Regions from separate parts of the Hordeum vulgare genome. Here region 1 is linked to region 2. Evidence: chromatin contacts called from public Hi-C data. All regions are on one chromosome and are shown on one strand. Each heading gives the region's core, a stretch centred on a gene start, on an enhancer-like site or on the middle of the called end of the contact. The rest is flanking DNA. Distances are from core to core; before and after follow the strand shown. Region 1 has its middle 17 kb from the start of LOC123433741. Region 2 holds the start of LOC123424793 (protein TsetseEP-like).

Evidence for each region. Hi-C and Micro-C count contacts between places; a contact is called where the count stands out from the background.
Region 1: a contact with region 2 is called in a Hi-C map of leaf, with 4 times the contacts expected there. The contact joins the enhancer-like site here to the promoter of LOC123424793 in region 2. A contact is called at or near these places in 4 of 6 Hi-C or Micro-C datasets (leaf and seedling).

What each region holds. Positions count from the first base shown.
Region 1 is chr2H:47,099,015-47,102,007 of MorexV3_pseudomolecules_assembly, reverse strand. No RefSeq gene overlaps it. Among protein-coding and RNA genes, the nearest start is that of LOC123433741, 17 kb to the right of the region's middle. Within about 2 kb of position 1,672, at least 2 of the 3 cell types and tissues checked have open chromatin away from gene starts, as enhancers often do. A contact at or near this core is called in leaf, where this site is marked.
Region 2 is chr2H:47,033,533-47,036,518 of MorexV3_pseudomolecules_assembly, reverse strand. It overlaps LOC123424793 (protein TsetseEP-like), which reads left to right and starts at 1,678. Exons shown (of 2, transcript XM_045108486.1): 1 at 1,678-2,527; 2 at 2,570-2,986. The coding sequence starts at 1,786. The coding sequence ends at 2,844.

The DNA.
Region 1 (2,993 bases), core at 423-2,922, 65 kb before region 2:
AAAGATGGTGGGTACCAATTCGATTTGGTGATAGCTATCAATTTACTTTAGAGGGGAGTGTATTAATTTAGGGGTGGGGCATTTCAATTTAGCTTTCCAGAGCTTAAATGTTTGGATGGGCTCGAAGTGTGGAGTTCATGGAGCAAAGAGCTGAAGAGGATCCAAATAGACCTACACGCGTCAAAATGCCCAGCAAACTCGTAAGGGCTTGTTCGGTTAATCCTCACCACAAGAGGATTAGAGAGGATTGAAGGGGATTGAGGTGAAATTTGACTTACAAGGGATTTAATCCTCCCCAACCCACTCTAATCCCCTTCAAATCTGTTGCAACCGAACAAGGCTTAAGGATGATGCAACCGGTCCGATCCATTAACGCTGGCTGTAGCGAGTCAAACAATCAGCAATCACTTCTTTTCCCTACTACTTACTTTCCGTTTTCAGTTAATTTCCCAAAATTTACTTTTTTCAGAAAAAGTGAATATTTATTTATTTTTAAGAACACTTTACAAAAACTTTTGTAAACATCTTTTGCAATTTTTTTGAACACTTCAAAAAATGCAAACTGAAAAGGTAAAAAAAACTAACATTATAAATGTTATGGTCATTTATAAAAAAAACCGGTAAAAAATACTACAGAAAAATGAAACCAAGAAAACCAGGAATGAGAACCTTACGAAATTATTGCTGGGGCATTTTGCGGCAATGAGCGATAAATAAGAAAATCTGTATACAATAGCTGAAGTAAACAGCATTGGCACCCCTCAAAAAAAAAAGGCAAAAAAATAATAATCATGGCCGACCGTCAGGCAAAAAAAAGTTCCAAGCAAAAATGTACACGGTGCAGTGACCCATTATTCAGCGACCTGCTTGCTAGAAACTCAGCAAACGCGCACCTCCTCGCCAGCGCAAGAACCAGCGGGCCCGATCCGTAACAACTGCATGTGGTGATCCTTAGTGTTTGCGTTATTATTTTTATCTCGGCAGTTTTTTAAGTAGAATTTATTTATTTTACCAGGCTTTCTGATAAATATTTCTATAAACATACAAAAGTTGAATGCCAATTCATAAAATTTCACGAATTTTAAAATATCCACTGATTGAACAAATATGTGATTTCAAAGAATGTTTATGATTTTAAAAACACGAATTCAAATAGCATACATGAGTTTGAAAAAGGTTCACGAGTTTTAAATACGTTAATGCATTTTATTTTATGAATTCAAAAAATGGTTACGATTTTGATAGTATATTTTTATTAAAAATATATTAAACAATATTCTAATTCAAAAATTTCAGTAATTTAAAAAATATTCATGAGTTTGAAAATGTTTACCAATTTATAAAATTATTCAAAGGTTTCATAACGTTAACTAATTCTCAAATATGTTCGTGATTTCATAGGATTTGCACGAATTGAAAAATGTTCACGAGTTTTCTTTTATGATTTACGATTTTGTTTGTATTTGATATAATTAAAGATTTAGAATTTTTTATATATTCTAGGGTTGTTGCAAATTGTTCCTTAGTATGTGAATTTGGAAAAAGAAAAATAATTTTTATGACAAAAGAAGAAAAATAAATGATAAAATAAATTAAGCAGACAAAAACACAAAGAAACAGTCTAACGGGCTGGCCCATCACCACAGGTTGGGGTGTGCGTTTCGTCTCTATCCATTGACGCGCGCGAGGAATATGATCCCCACACAGAGCTCACCCACACTGCCTTCTGTTCTAAAAAAAAATACACCGCACTGCCTTCTATAGATTTTCTATAAGTGGACCGGGCTATTCACGCGATATTCAAGCGGGGAGGCTGCTCCCAATTATGGAAACTTTCTAGAAGCTTCGAGGACAGTTTTGGGAAGCTTTTGTATACGCCCGGCCAGTTTTTTTCTTTTTTACTCGTTTTTTGCCTAGGGTTTTTAGTTTTTTCATTCGAGTTTTCTTTCTAAAATAATGAACGTTAAAAAAAGAATCACGAACTTTTTTGCAAATTTATTGGACTTTTTTTCAAGGTCATGCACTTTCCTTAAATTTCACCATTTGTTTCTAAATTCGTCGACAACTTTGGTGTGTGCAAAACTTTCTAAATCTATTAGAAAGCCATGGTTGGCCTTTTTCGACTAGGAGTTTCTACTTTTTTCAGAAGAACCAAAAAAGAGGTGAGTGTGTACAACGAGAGTACATGTTCCGGGGCGACCATTTGTATGAATGTGCAGTGGTGGAGGACGGACAAAAGTTAAGGTAGGACGGGCTTTTGTCACTCGTCACCGACAACGACGTTGCACCAATGCGTCGCCTTGCACGCAGCCTGCACCAAGGAAAATCAAGGTAGGGCGGCCGCCATGCCTTGACCTACCGTGTCCTCCGCGTGTGCGTGCGTGTGTGCGCATGTGTGCGTGTTTTGTATGAAACTAAATGATTGGTATCAACATCCATGTAGGTGCTTGTACCTTACTTTGGGCAATTATGAATGCCGGAATGACAATGTGTTTCACACACCTCACTCTATTTACTTTTCGAGCATGCATTATCGATCTTTATGTGGTCATCACTTCAACATGGCGACGCATGTTAAGTCATGCAATCTTGTTTACCGGTCGGTTGTTGTCCTTTTCTAATTGTTACATTCCTGTTAAATTTATTTGAGGGTATATCTTCTTCTTAGTTGATATACTATGCATTTGTTGAACTATCCTTTTTCCGTTCCATGAAAATGGTTTTTTTTCGTCTAAACATGCTTTATTCATTACTCAACAAAGTTCATAGGAATACAAGATAAATTTGGAGGGGTTAACAGTCACAAATGGCGCCCAAAATCCAAGCCGAAAGCATGCTGAGCGAGGCTATGTGCCTCAACATTGGTGGACCTACCTTCGAACATGAAGGTGCAACTATCAAAATTCTCCCTTGAAACCGCAATCTCCCTTGTGGTGCTGGCGTAGACACCCCCGGTGCAGTTTGTGATGTCGTTTAGTACTCCTTGGCAATCA
Region 2 (2,986 bases), core at 429-2,928:
GGTGTCCCTAACCACCACAGCTTGAGCTTTACTTTTGCGCGTTCTCAATTTGTGTGAGCTCCACACCAATAAGTAGCAGAGCGCAAAATCTTACTACTTCATTGTTTAATCAATAAAACTCGATTAATAGAGTACCATGTTACTCCCTTCGTTCCTAAATATAAGTCTTTGTAGAGATTTCACTAGTGGACTACATACGGATGTATATAGACATATTTTAGAGTATAGATTCAATCATTTTGTTCCGTATGTAGATCTTTAGTGAAATCGTTTAAAAGACTTATATTTAGGAATGGAGGGAGCACATTTCAGCAGCAGTGTTGGTCAATGCAGCGAACCCCACAACATGGAAAAATGCAGCAAGAAAAACACGTACGTAACAGCGCTTGTTCATCAAGGAAAAAGTGCAACAAAACCATTTTCGCCTGCCTGCCTACCTGGCTGCGTGCGTGACTTTCAACCAGTCAATCAATCAACTACCCTGCTCTCAGTTAGGTTATGTGTCTTGGTTGGTTTCTCGCAAAAAAAAAGTGTCTTGGTTGGGGCTTTGTGACGGCGGTGATGTGGTTCAATAGAAATATTTTCTTACGTTTTATCCTAATACCAACGATACGTCTAGCATTGTTGGAGGACATGTGGAGGTATTTTCGCTGAATCTCATGAAATTCGGTCGGTGCTATACTTTTTGATTGTCTTTTGTCTACTACAATAAAGTTCTACCCGGCCCGGATGATGGAGGGGCAATGACGTCGTCATGCCCTCAGCTCGCTCCCTTGCTTGCATTCGTAGTTAGGCGATCAATAGACCTGGTTGTAATTTTTATTATCTCTGGCTTTATTTGTACTGCCGCGATGGATTATGATAAGAAGCATCGGAAGTGTATCCCACAAAGAAAAGACAATCAATCAAGTAATCAACACCGCAAACCACACCAAGCAAAGCAAGGCCGATCGTTCGCCAGATCCCATCCGTGAACAATGCCGATGGCTCGATAGATACAGCGGGTCAGTGGGCGCGGCTGCCGTCGATGGCACACCGCGCCGTACGCAGAATCGCCGACGGACGGATCGATCGACCGGACATGCATGAACAGTGAAACGGCAGCAGGCCATCGAGCCGGCAGCGCAAACGCGTTCAGGACGGACGCACACGCACGCACGCACGCACGGGCTCGTGTCTGCCTGGCGACCACAACTAGTGCTTACTTTTTCGTACCTTCTCTTTGTAATCAACCACGTGAACAGTACGGCGCATAAAAGAGTTGATGATGATGCCGTCAGGCTGGGGTTTTAACCTTCAGTGCCCCACCGGCTGCCGGCTATCTGCTGCTGCTGCTAGCTGCTAGAAACAGTCGTCCTCGGACTTGACCCGCACCCATCAGCCGTCGTCGGATGCTACGCGCAACGGAGAAATGAAGATCCGACATGGGTTTCAAGGCGCGACGGCGACGGGCCACCGGCCACCGCCAGCCGTACCTCGGGCATCTTACCTAGCTAGCTTTGCAGTCGGAAGGAAGGAAGGTGCAGACGGCAGACGGCAGATGAAAACTGAAAAGGTTGGGGTAACCTGATCCACAAGCAGACCCACCGGCGCCGGGAGTGTGGCACACGCGTCTGGGCCTGCTTGGCTGCTCAGCGCTATAAAGCCGGGACATATGCCATCTCCGGTTCTCCACACCACCATTCAGAGGAACCACACACCACATCCACTTTATCTATCCATCGCCCGTTGAGAGGTTCGGAAGCGGTGAAGCACAAGTGCAGCAACAGCTGCGAGAAAGCAGCAATGGCGAGGCACAGCCTCCTTGCCGTGCTCCTCGTCGGGCTGCTCGCGGCCTCCGGCTTCAGCCTCGCGGCCGCTGCTGGCCGGGGCCTCGCCGAGAAGCTCCCCGAGCCAGAGCCCAAGCCCACGCCGTACCCGGAGCCCAAGCCTATGCCTAAACCTGAACCCATGCCGAAGCCGGAGCCCACACCTATGCCTAAGCCTGAACCCATGCCAAAGCCGGAGCCCAAACCTATGCCTAAGCCTGAACCCATGCCAAAGCCAGAGCCCAAGCCGGAACCCAAGCCGGAGCCGATGCCAAAGCCAGAACCCAAGCCCGAGCCGATGCCTAAACCAGAACCGAAACCTGAGCCCAAACCTGAGCCTATGCCTAAACCAGAACCGAAACCTGAGCCCATGCCTAAACCAGAACCGAAACCTGAGCCCAAACCCGAGCCGATGAAGCCAGAGCCTAAACCGATGCCGAAACCGGAACCAAAGCCAGAGCCCAAGCCCGAGCCGATGCCAAAACCCGAACCAAAGCCAGAGCCCAAGCCCGAGCCGATGCCGAAACCCGAACCGAAGCCTGAGCCCAAGCCTTACCCCATGCCCAAACCTGAGCCTAAGCCTGAGCCCAAGCCAGAGCCGATGCCAAAACCTGAGCCTAAGCCTGAGCCCAAACCAGAGCCGATGCCAAAACCCGAACCAAAGCCAGAGCCCAAACCAGAGCCGATGCCAAAACCCGAACCAAAGCCAGAGCCCAAACCAGAGCCGATGCCAAAACCCGAACCAAAGCCAGAGCCCAAACCCGAGCCGATGAAGCCTGAGCCTAAACCGATGCCAAAACCCGAACCAAAGCCAGAGCCCAAGCCCGAGCCGATGCCAAAACCTGAACCCAAGCCAGAGCCGATGCCAAAGCCGGAGCCTAAGCCCGAGCCGATGCCAAAGCCAGAGCCCAAGCCTTACCCAATGCCAAAACCAGAGCCCAAGCCTCAACCCATGCCTAAGCCAGAGCCCAAGCCTGAACCCGAACCCAAGCCCGAGCCGCCTCCGAAGGGCAAGCCGCCGATGACTGACAATTGATGTGATGCTCACATATGACAGCCGAAGGAGGAGGAGATCGACCCCGTCCGGAGCCACGATGTGCTATTTCCAGAATAAGTGGCATAGTATCCGGCTAGCGAGATAGTGATGATGCATCTTTTTTGCATTCCTTGTATTCCAC